Linked DNA regions of Mus musculus: region 2 is linked to region 1. A link is a contact called in public Hi-C data. All regions are on one chromosome and are shown on one strand. The core of a region is the stretch at or near the end of the contact, and the rest is flanking DNA. Distances in the headings are between cores, read along the strand shown.

The links. Hi-C and Micro-C count contacts between places; a contact is called where the count stands out from the background.
Region 2: a contact with region 1 is called in a Hi-C map of CD8 T cells, with 2.6 times the contacts expected there. The contact joins two enhancer-like sites. A contact is called at or near these places in 1 of 39 promoter capture datasets (the C10 cell line), 3 of 15 datasets of contacts at CTCF or cohesin (the NIH/3T3 cell line, large pre-B cells and pro-B cells), 27 of 484 Hi-C or Micro-C datasets (B cells, the Ba/F3 cell line, the C10 cell line and 16 more), 1 of 115 datasets of contacts at active chromatin or transcription factors (memory CD8 T cells) and 2 of 9 other capture datasets (embryonic stem cells and liver).

The regions. Positions count from the first base shown.
Region 1 is chr11:21,300,528-21,306,618 of GRCm38.p6, reverse strand. Vps54 (VPS54 GARP complex subunit) reads right to left here. Exons shown (of 23, transcript NM_139061.5): 13 at 839-968; 14 at 72-253. Among named protein-coding and RNA genes, the nearest start is that of Mir1933, 41 kb to the left of the region's middle. Within about 2 kb of position 2,793, at least 17 of the 459 cell types and tissues checked have an H3K27ac peak or open chromatin away from gene starts, as enhancers often do. A contact at or near this core is called in CD8 T cells, where this site is marked.
Region 2 is chr11:20,777,996-20,784,086 of GRCm38.p6, reverse strand. No RefSeq gene overlaps it. Among named protein-coding and RNA genes, the nearest start is that of Gm32213, 14 kb to the left of the region's middle. Within about 2 kb of position 3,561, at least 15 of the 459 cell types and tissues checked have an H3K27ac peak or open chromatin away from gene starts, as enhancers often do. A contact at or near this core is called in CD8 T cells, where this site is marked.

The DNA.
Region 1 (6,091 bases), core at 1,544-4,043:
CAACTACGTTTACCCTTTAACCACAGCTGTTCTGTAAAGAAAAGGAAAGCAGAGAAGGTACCCGGCGCTACCTGAGCTTGGTCCGCCTCTCTTCATGAAACCTGTTCACAAACTTATTTGCTTGGCTCTGAAGGGCCCCAAGCAGTGACGTGCTCTTCCTCCCACAGATCTGTTCAGTGTCCACTATGAATGTCTCCATTAATCTCGAGAGTGCTATGAATTCCGTGGAATTCAATTTTTCAAGAAAACCGTCCTAAGTTTTAAAAACACCGCATCATGACAAAAGTTAGTATTACACAAAAGATGCATGAGCTATAAAACTGACGGAGCTTAGTAACTGCTACTGTTATTTTTATTTTCCTAGTATGTTAGTTGTATCATATTATATTTATGATTTAAAACATTTATACTTTAGCTGAAATTTCCTAATACTTTAGAATCCAAAACTTGGAACATACAGAGCTGAAGATGTCTAAAGCCGGTCATCACTTTGTAACACAGTAACTCAAATATATTCAAGTTACACCTTTTTGTTTGTGTGTGTAGGTAAACCAGCATATTAGATTTAAATTAATTATTATGGTGCTATATTTTTAAGTCTTTTAAATAAACAAATAATTGGAAAAGGATAGTTTTATAATTTTCTATTTCTATTTTCTAATTATTTGACATCTTAGTAGCTCCTTAGAAGACCACAGCAATAATACCATCAATTTTCCAAGTGTTAAGATGGATAAGACTGTGACAGAACATAGGTACAGTTACATATAACTTAGATCTCTAAAGTAACACTTTGTATATACAGAAGAATCTCCAAGACTATATGAAAATAAAATACCTTTGCTCTTGACATGAGAAATTTGACAGCTCGATCATGGCATACATCTGAAGCATTACACAGTAACTCCTGGATGTTACTTGCTAGTTTTCCTAGCTCCAAGTCAGTTAACCTCATGTCTTCACTGACTCTGAAGATGAGACAATGAGATTTAATCAGGAAACACAGTATTCTCCATATGTGATGTATCAAAGAGGAGGACAAAGATAGAGAATTCACATTTGTGGAAAAAATTCTGGGCTAGCTATTGTCCATTTTAATAAGTTTTAATGGTGCTCAAGGTAACATTTCAGAGGCCTAACTTTTTTACTGTACTAGTCCTACCACTTAGCTCACCCTGCAGCTGCAGTCTGCAGCCATTACAGCAGAAGAGATGTGTTCTGAGGTGAGGTGGCAGCTGTGCAGGAGCAGCTCTGTGATGCCCTGAGAGGAACAAGCTGGGATGGCCAGTGAGGAGGGAGGACATTCATAGCAAGTAGGTTCTTTCTTCCTGTGAGTGTAAGTTACTTAGTGGCAGAGGACTTACTGAACTTAGTGCTTAGCACTGGAAAGACAGAGCCCTTAAGGAAGCTGTATTAAACAGTTGTGTTTATATTTTGAGGGGAAATGCAAGATTTTTCTATTTCTAAATATTTCCATTCAAGAAGCATAAAGACCACAGAGCTTGGCAGTGGTAGCATGCACCTTTAATCCCAGCACTCAATAGGCAGAGGTAGGCAGATCTCTGAGTTCAAAGACATCCTAGCATACAAAGCAAGTTCCAGGACAGCCAGGGCTATACTGAGAAACCCTGTCTAAATAAAATAAAATAAATAAATAAATGCCACTTATTCTATGCCAACAATTCTTTAGCATCATAATAAGCCAAGTTAAGTGCCTGTGTCATTTATAGCCCTTTCGATGGAATAAGACAATTTTCAAAGTTATTATTAGCAGGCTCTGATTTATATTACTGGGTTATGATATTGAAGAAAGTTTATTATCCCTCAAAATTATATCGCTAAACCTATTTACTAGTGTCTTAGAATAACAGCAGGGTTAATAGTCTTAAGGTATTCTCAAAACAGTCTTGTATAATTTTACTGAGTCAGGTAGACTGTGGCCCTCAGTAGTTTAAATGATCAACCCACAGCTGCAATAGTAAGAGAGAAAGACCAAAATCTAGAATTGGTCTCTAATTCATTAAACTTCCTCTGTTCCATAATTTCAGGGATTAGGGGGACGGGACAGATGTAGTGGGTACAAATGGAGCCAGAACGCAACCTTTGGTTTCCTTCCTCAGGGACCATTTACCTCGTTTATGACACAGAGCCTCACACTAGCTCAGCAAGTAGGCTAGGCAAGTTGGCTAGGCAAGTTGGCTAGTCATTTCCATGCCTCTGCCTGTTCAGCACTTCGATCTCAAGAGCACACCTCCACATCCAACGTATGACCTGTGTTCAGATGTAAAACTCTTTTTGCTGACTTGAGTTTCCTCTCCAATGCTCAAAACACTTATTTATATAAAAACAGTCTGGTACTAATGCCAATTCCAACCAAAAAATGCTCATTTAGATGTTCAAATTTCCTACTGAAATGAGGTCTTATTTTCTAAAGGATTACTAAAAATTTGCCATGTAACAGAATCACTAATGAATTTAGAACCCTTAGCCATATGCTACTAACTCACAAAGACATAAACAGAAAACAGTAAATAAAAAGTTTTTAAATACTGCAGTGGCCTAACCAAAAGTGTGAATGTTCTTAGATCTTGTTTAATTAGCTGTAATTTTTCCTTAGAAAAGCTCTTTGAGTTTAATTGCTTTTAACTTCCCTGTCACCTCCGAGTTGAGTGGCAAGCTTTCAGGCACTGGTGTATAAGCTGAACATAAGCAGAACCATAGACAGTGCCTATGTTTCATCCTGTGGTAACATGCAATGAAGGAATGCCAGAGAAGATTCTAAAGTGACAGACAATGAGGACAGGAAATAAACCCACATAAACAACTGTGATGCAGGCTTAAGACTGTCAAATGTCACAGCAAGCTGCTAGCTGCTTTCAATACTTCTCTCCCCTGCCACAGTAACGGCTTTAGCTGCACAAGTATCTTTAACTGACAGACAGACAACTAACTAAAGACTCTAGTTCTCAAGCTCTTTTACAGAGCGAGTCATATGTCACATCCTAGCCTCTGCTGTGGAAGTGACAGTAAAAAGTACAAATTCTAGACCATGTTCCTAAAAAACAAGAGCAAGATGGAGAGTGAAGCTAGGGCCTCCCTCATGCCAGGTCAACTCTCTCCTACTGCAGTGAACATGGTGCTTTATCACAGAATAAGAAACGTAATGATAGCCGGGCATGGTGGTGGCGCCTTTAATCCCAGCACTCGGGAGGCAGAGGCAGGAGATTTCTGAGTTCGAGACCAGTCTGGTCTATAGAGTGAGTTCCAGGACAGGCAGGGCCACACAGAGAAACCCTGTCTCAAAAAAACAAAAAAACAAAAAAAAAAAAAAAGAAAGAACAAACGAACGAAGGAATGAACTGTAATGACTACACACTTCTCTGAGTATCTGGTTTATAGCAACAGTGGTACTACATACAGAACAGTAAGGAAGATGGCATTTTAGCTAAATGAGCTAAAGGATTATCTAGGTATAGGAGGAAAAAAAGGAAGAAAATCTTGCATGATACAAAACAATTACAGAGAAACTGTCAATCTAATTGTCAAAGGGACATATTTAAAATTAATAGCCTTTTTTAACCAAAAAGACCTTAACTAGAGAATGAAGTAGGAATTCACAAAGTGGTAGATGATTTTGCAATATGGTTGGAGAGCAGACATGTGCTTACACAAGCAACTCCAGCAAATCACTAAGAAAGGAAGAGGGAGGGAGGGGGGGGCAGACAGGCAAAGACCCTCTTTATACACTTGCCAGGAGAAGCTATCAAAAGGGACAGTAAGTACACGGAAAGGTGTTCTCCTACCAATAACCAGGACAAAACTAAAACTCCTACAGTTGCAACCTAGACTCCGAGCAGCCAACATGTACAAGACTACCAAATGGGGAGAGTGAGGGGAGTGAATGAAGATGTGAGGCAATGGAACTCTTCCTGACAGGACTCTAAGTAATGAGCAAATGCACATGAGGCTAAAAACCCAGAGAACCTTCCCGCTTCTGCTTTTACAGGGCAGACTGGTGTGTCCAGGGCCTTCCCTTCTGCAGTCTTTTCCTCTTGAATTATAACCTTAACTGAGAATGCCCAGTTATGTGTATTTTACAGTGAATATGCTCAGAAATGTGCCTGCCCCACGGTTTATTCCCATATGAATACGTATAGACTTTCTATATAAATTCCTTACCTTTTTTTCCCCCCATTTAAGAGAATGCCATCTTTTAAAATTGATCTCTTGCCTACAGGCAACAAATTCTCCTGCATTCTCATGTGTTGGCTGTCCTTTTTGGCTGTGCACTCAACTAAAATGTAAGCCCATTATATTCAGTGATTGTGTGCGCGCGCACACACACGTGTGCATGTGTCCGTCTCCATTCCTGGTGTCTATATGTGCATATATATTTTCCAACATTTGTTTGTAGCGTGTACAACAAAAATATTGACAAGCATTTAAAAGCTAAGGATTTAACAGTGCATAGTATGCATAAGAACCAGCAATTCATGAAATCACCAAAGGCAGGCCAATCCCTAAAAATAGAAATAACCCCAAATCTTATCAATAGCAGAATGACTTTTGTATTGTGATGTTGTCATAGGACATTATTTTTGTATACAAATAAAGTCCCACTACATGCACTTATCACACACATAATATTGAAGGAAAGAAAGCAGATAAACACAAAAGTGTGGTTCTATGATATACAACTGAAAATGAAAGCAACAAAACACACACACACACTAATAGTTTTAATGACTTGATTCCAGATGAAATTGATTAGAGCCAGGGCAGGGGAGGGTAAGTTTTCTAGAGAGCTGATACTGTTCCATTTCTTGACAATATTTCTTGATGAAATATTTGCATTTTGGAATAATTATTTGAGCTGAACATTTAGAATTTAACTTTTGTCCCACAAGTGCACTGTATACCAAATTCAAAAGTTTGAACCAAAACAAAACAAGGAGAATCCCAGTCCCCTGCACTCTCCTCCTCACTGCTAGGCTACGTAGAAACGATAAATGCAGAAACAAAAAGCACCTCAGATGCAAACGGAAGCCACAATGAGGGTAGGACAGCCGTCCACTCAAGTGAAGATCTCCTAACTCCAAAATAAATAAAATTATTTAAGATACAGAATTTGTTGTTGTTGTTGTTGTTGTTGTTATTTTGAGGCAGGGTCTTGCTGTATCTCTGGCTCTCCTGGAACTTACTATTTAAATCAGGCTGACTTTGGACTCAAGAGATTCACCTGCCTCTGCCGCTGCCTCCCAAATGCTGGGGAAAAAGCTGTGCATCACCATGCCCAGTCAAAATACATAATGTTAATATAGATTTAATAGTATAATAATAACTAGTAAATATAAAGATATTAGCCTAAACACAGACAAAATATATACATTTGCTAGTGCATTTCAGGTATTTCAGTAGGAAGGAAACACTGTAATAAACTGATGTAAGTAAAATGTGAGCTCCATGAACTCTGGACCCCAGGTTGATTTACACATAAGCAACAGTACTAAGTCTTGCTATCCTTAACAACGTAATACAAACTATGCTCTTGGAACAGAAAGCATTTACAGTTTTTGCTCTGTCTTTTTCGATAGCAGTTATTACAGTTATTACTGAATTGTGTAAGACAATGTTCTGGGTTATCAAAGGCGGACTCTAGCATCTGGGGTAAAGAGGCATCATGTCTGAGTGCAGATACAAAGAGAAAGGGGAAGGGGTGGAAGGGAAGAGAGTGAGATGGGGTCATGTGGCAGATTATTCAGAGCTGAGGCCTTGGAATGGAGGATTTTTGACAGTGTTCATACTATTATTGCAAATTTTCTGTAAATGTGAAATAATTTCAAAACATATATTTTACAAGTGATGTTTGGAAAGGCAATGTAATCCACTAAGAAACTCACATCTCTGAGAAACCAATGCATAAGGCCAACACATCTTTACTAATATAAAGTAAAGGATCAGGACGGGAGAGAACAAAGAAAAATCACCAGAGCAGTAAGCGATGTGGGTTCCTGGAAAAGTTCTGTTTGGTTTATATAAATTTCCTCTGAATCAATTTCCATAGTGCTGAAGGGAGGATGGCTCAGGAAAT
Region 2 (6,091 bases), core at 2,312-4,811, 520 kb after region 1:
CTCATAGATGAGGATGGCAATCAGGCCATGCAATACTGACTCTTCTCTTCAGCTGACTTGTACAACTGGAAGACCCAACGCCCCCCCTTTCAGATAACCCCAAGGGGCTGATTAATCTCTTCGAGAATGTTTTATTTACTCATCATTCCAACTGGGATGATATCCAACAACTCATGAGAGTGCTCTTCACAACCAAAAAGCAAGAGAGGATAATGCAGGAAGCAAGAAAGAATGTCCCCTCAGAGACAGAGGGTACCATCGAATGACCAGGCTGTCATCAACAGTGGGTTCCCCCTGACTAGACTTGACTGGGACTTTAATATGGCAGAAGATAAGAAGTATATAAAGGTCCTACTGCCAGGCTCCATTTGCAGGTCTCAAGGCAGCCACCCAGCAGTCCACAAAATTGACCAAGGTACATGAGGTCAGATGGGGATCAGATGAGTCACCTACTGCCTTTCTAGAGTGAATCATGGAGGCATTCTGTCAGTATACACCCTATGACCCCAGCAGCAAGGAGCACAAAGCTACTGTGACTGTGGCTTTTATAGACCAGGCTAGCAGAGATATCAGTAAGAAGCTTCAGAGGCTAGAGGGACTACAGGATACATCATTGAGGGATTTAGTGCGGGTTGCTGAGAAAGTTTACCATAACAGGGAGACAGAGGAGGAGAATGAGCAGAGAAAGGAAAAAGATGAGAGGGAGATGAAAAAAAAAAAGTGACAGGAAAGGAATTTACAGAGAATCTTGGCTACAGTAGTCAGGGAAAGCAGAGAAGAGAGACTCCAACCAAAGAGAGACAGAAAACCTCTTGAAAAGGACCAGTGCGCATATTGCAAGGAGAGTGGCCACTGGGCAGGAGAATGCCCTAACAGATGGAAGCTGGGGTCGGGAAATCTCAGGCCTTGGGAAAAGCGCCCCCAAATGGCAAAGGTGTTAGCCCTGGGGGAAGACAACAACTAGGATAGATGGGGTTCAGACCCCCTCCCCAAACCCAGGGTAACTCTGACAGTGGAGAGGAAACCCATTCAATTCTTAATGGACACAGGGGCTTAACTCTTGATCCTCTTCCAAAAAAAATCTTGGGTCCAAGGAGCCACTGGAAAATGTATTCATGGACTACCTGAAGATCAGTGGATCTAGGGATGGGCCAGGTATCCCATTCATTTATGGTCATCCCAGACTGTCCCTATCCTCTGTTGGGGCAAGACTTACTCTCTGAGATGGGGGCCCAGATACACTTCCTGCCCAACAGGCCACAACTAACTGGCCCAACAGGAGAGCCTATACACGTTCTGAAAACCAGACTAGATGATGAGTATAATTATTTTAAACCACCTTTACTCAGAACCAGGACTTGATTTGGGGGTTGGAAACGTTCCCTGAGTGGAACTGGCAGGGATGGGCAAAGCAAAATGTCATCCATCCCCCCTCTAACCCCCCCCCCTTTTCTCTCAGACAATACCCTGTGTCTCAGGAGGCACGAGAAGGAATTAAGCCACACATCTCCAGGCTCCTCCAGCTTGGGGTGTTGTGTAAGTGCCATTCAGCCTGGAACACTCCGCTCCTGCCAGTTAAGAAGCCGGACACTAATGATTACCACCCAGTCCAGGACTTACCAGAGGTAAACCACAGAGAGGCTGACATCCACCCTACTGTGCCTAACCCCTACACTCTGTTGAGTTCTTTGCCACCTTCCAGTATTTGGTACATGGCCTTAGACTTGAAAGATGCTTTCTTCTGCCTGCCCTTGGCACCCCAAAGTCAAGAATACTTTGCCTTTGAATGGAAAGACTTAGAAGATGGGACTATGGGTCAGCTGACATGGACTAGATTAATTACCCCAAGGATTCAAAAACTCGACCACCACCTTTGATGAGGCCCTTCACCAGGACCTGAGGCCCTACAAGGAGGCAACCCACAGGGAATTCTTTTGCAATATACTCTACATCCATCCCCCTTCAGGCCCCAAGCAGATTCGGTGCATGGCCAGGTTTTGCTACCTGTGAATTCTGGGGTTTGCAGAATTAGCAGTCCTTCTCTACCTGACCTTTTAAGTGGAGAAAAGAGGAACAGAAGAAAGAAAGAAAGAAAGAAAGAAAGAAAGAAAGAAAGAAAGAAAGAAAGACAGAGAGAGAGAGAGAGAGAGAGAGAGAGAGAGAGAGAGAGAGAGAGAGAGAAACTAAAATGCCTTACTGGTAGATTTTATGGAGGTATCGTCTTAATTTAGGTTCTCTCCTCTCAGATAACTCTAGTTTGTCAAGTTGACAGAAAACTAGCCAACATAGCTACTATCTTGTCCCCTGTTTTTATATTTTAGTAACTAACTTAGTTTTAAAATATCCAGGGATTGACAACAAATAATGTGTGTAATATGTTTTCCCTAGTAATCATTACTCAAAAGTCATTAAATTAATATTCTTGTTTATCTTGATGTGTAAGTTAAGACTCTGGTTAGTGATATACATATAACACACACACACACACACACACACACACATATCCCAAATAAGTAAAACAGAACTCTATGTAGGTAGAGATAATGCTACAAAAATGAACTACCCAGAACATGGAGGTACTCTGTATTTTATAATGTTCACTTTGGGTAAATGTTTTTTCACTGTTAATAAATATATATCCTTCATTTTAAAAAAAGCCAGTTTCAACAAGCAACGTGATGGTTCCAATTTTAAGAAAAGTGGAGCAACCCAGCAAGCATACCCTATACCTTCCAGAAAGGTTTGTAAAAGAAACAAGAAAGACGGGTTAGCAATCAGATAACGAAGGCACTGTGCACATCTCAGGCTTCTGCAGTTGGGTCACTAAGGTGTGTCTCAAGGTGGTGGGGAATGAGAACTTTAAGGTGCTGCTGGGTGATGGCCTCTCACCAACTAGAGAGGAAAAAAATGAAGGTAAGGGAAAAGCACAAAGACAAATCTAACCTGGAGAAGAGCTGGGGCCGGCATCGTGTCATCTGTGGAGAGGAGAGTGAGAATGATGGACAGGGCTTGGAATGGTCCTAAATCAAAGATGGTTCCGAGACATGGGAGGGCTGCTTGTCAACAGACCAACTTAACAATCTGGAGAGGAAACGTGCCTGGACAATGTGTTAGTCCAGACTGACAGCCTCAAAGTGGGCAACGTGTTAGTCCAGACTGATGGCCTCAGAAATCTCTCGGGTGTCTGCTTGTTGGGCAGCTTGTTAGAACCTCTGGCTAAGTGTCTAAGGCACATGCACACACACACACACAGACATGCGCACACACATGTACTCACTCACACATGCATGCACACATTGCGCACACACACGTGTGTCCATTCATACCCATCAATCGTGAGTTGTATTGCTCTCGGTATCCTGATCTGTCACCACACCCTAGGTCACTCCTCCACATACCGACTTTCTGGTGACTCCATTACTGAATTTTTCACACAAAGTCGGCTTTCTACCCATGCCAGTGATAGCAGCTGCTGGTCTTTGTTAGACGTATTTGTGTCAACTCTAAAGTCTTTACTCCTACATCATGGCCTTCTCTACCACAGTGTGGTCAATTAGCAATGAGACACCAGTTCTCTCTTCCTGTGCCTCTGTGGAGAGACTGCAAAAGTCATTTCCTGGAGAGCTGATGTCTGTGAGCCCTGGCAAGAAAAGACATGGTTTGCCATGGGGGTAAGAAATGATTACCAGGAAGAATGGATTTAGGGTAAAATGCCAGAAATAGGGTACATTGTTGGGGGACACCTCTTTCCAGCTTCTAAACAGCTTCCGTGGATTGAAGTCTCTAGCAAATGGCAGCAGCTAAGTTGGTAAACAATGGGAAGCATTCACCTACTCCAGAATGACAGGGTGATGCCACCCTGAAGAGCCCAAGCAGAAGAAAATCCTGTGCAAGATGCTCAAAGGGGAACCAAGGACAGAAAAGTAGAGCCATGCTTTGACCACCCAAGAGCAACAGTAGAGAGGATAGAGAGAAAGCCCCCCTCCTCCCTTGTCTCGTCACAGAAGATAGAAATCACTTAATTTAGAGACTCAAACAGATGCTCAGGAATCTAGAATTTTCATTATTTTTGCTATTGGAGATTGGTGCTATCTAATACACACCTGTCATATTACGTTTTGCCCTGGGTTATTAGTGTTATGCTGCTCTTTGTTAAATGTACTTTGTTAAAAACCAAAAACAAAAGACACCCATCTCCAATTCATTTCCAACTAATGATGCTTCAAAGAGTGAATTCTATAAGGAAAAAAAAGTAATCATAAACTTACACAATTAAGAGAGAGTCAGGGGCTAGAGAGATGGTACAGTGGTTAAGAGCACTGACTGCTTTTCCAGAGGTTCTGAGTTCAATTACAGGTGTCCCACAACCACCTGTAATAGGATCTGATGCCGTCTTCTAGTGTCTGAAGACAGCTACAGTGTTCATATACATAATAAATAAATATTTTTAAAAAGAAAGGTAAAGAAAGTAGGGCTTGGAGTCAGGCCACACCCATTTGCAGAGCACTGCTGCACTCTGTGGGTGTGCATTATAAGTTCATGGATGGCAAAGTGGGCAGGACAGGACCAGCAAGATGCCTGGGCACATACCTGTCAACAGGTAAAGAGTGCAAAGATGGAGTACATAAACAGACTGGGGGAGGAGGGCAACTGGGCAGAAGCACAGCTAGACAGTATACATTTCCCAAGGTTGGCTTTTCCTCAGTTGTGCTACTTATCTCCTAAGAACACCTGAGTGACTGCAGAGCAAACTTTTGTGCTAAGGCCTGAAATCTGAATCAAGCATGTGCATAAACAGCCTTCTTATTGCTGCAGACTTCTTAGTCTACAACTAAAGACTCTAGCTGGTCTCTAGCTGGTCTGGGGATACCTTCCCAAGTGAAGACACAGAAGAGCCAACAGATTCAGCAGCATTCTGTCATCTCTGCGGTCACCCAATTCACAATCTCCCCCTGCAACTCCCAGCCCATGCCCAGAGTCCAAATGCATTCTGGGAGTGCTCTCTGACCACACAGCGTATCATAACCAACACCAGGCTTGCCCCATCCTGTCACAGCAAAGCATCACACAGGCACCTCAGTTACTTAGCACGAGAGTTGTTTCATAAAGTTACAGCCAGCTGCATTAGTGAGGATGGGGAGAAGGAAGAAGAGGAAGAAGAAGGGGAAGAAGAGGATAAGGAGGGGGAAGAGGAAAAAGGGAAGGAAAGGAGAGGTGAGGAAAGCATGTATGACTAGATAGGAGGAGGAGATGTCCATTATATATTGCAGTTTTTAAAAGGTAGTTTGTCCAAAGCTCTATCTGGAATAAGATGACTGCATTTTTTTTCAAAACTAAATAAAACAAAACAAAAACTCTATGGTCATCTTAAGTCAGCATCCCATAGGCTTGCTTGAAGAGCAACAAGTAGGGTGGCTTGGCCAAGACCCAAGACCCTGTAGCTTGCTGGGTGGGGTGAGTGTACACTTTCAGCAGATCTAGCCATAGAAATGGTGGGGGGAATGGAGAAGGAGGAGGAGGAAGAGGAGAACTAGCACTAATCCTAGGCCAGAGAAGCTGGGAAGAGGAAAGTTAACCCAAAGATAAACCCTACACCACAGGAAGAGGAACTGCTACTTTGGGGACATGTTATCAGTGAAAGTCACTTTGGCTGCAGTATGATAACCTCTTTCAACATCGAGTTTCTCAGCTCAGAAGGTCTTGGTCATTTTGTTTTATTTTTAATATATTGTGGAAACAGAGCTCCTCATTGAATTTTTGGTCCACAAACTCTCAGAAAAACTGTTAAATTTATTTTGTTTTTAAACCACTGCAGAAGGAATATTACAGATCTAGTTAGTGTTTGTCACCTTGAACTCTAGAGACCATACTGAATGGTTTTAAGGAGAGAGAAAATGTTTTGGATTTAATGTGTATATATTTCCATGCAACAAATGAAAATAGTTTGTGAATGACCACCACCAACCACAATTGTTTTTACTGGCTTCCATGACCTATGGGTGGAAACCCCTGGGAAACCCCTTACTTCATTAGGGTCATTAGGTCCTTACTTCAGCTTCTGTATCAGCAAAGAGCAGGATATATACAATGT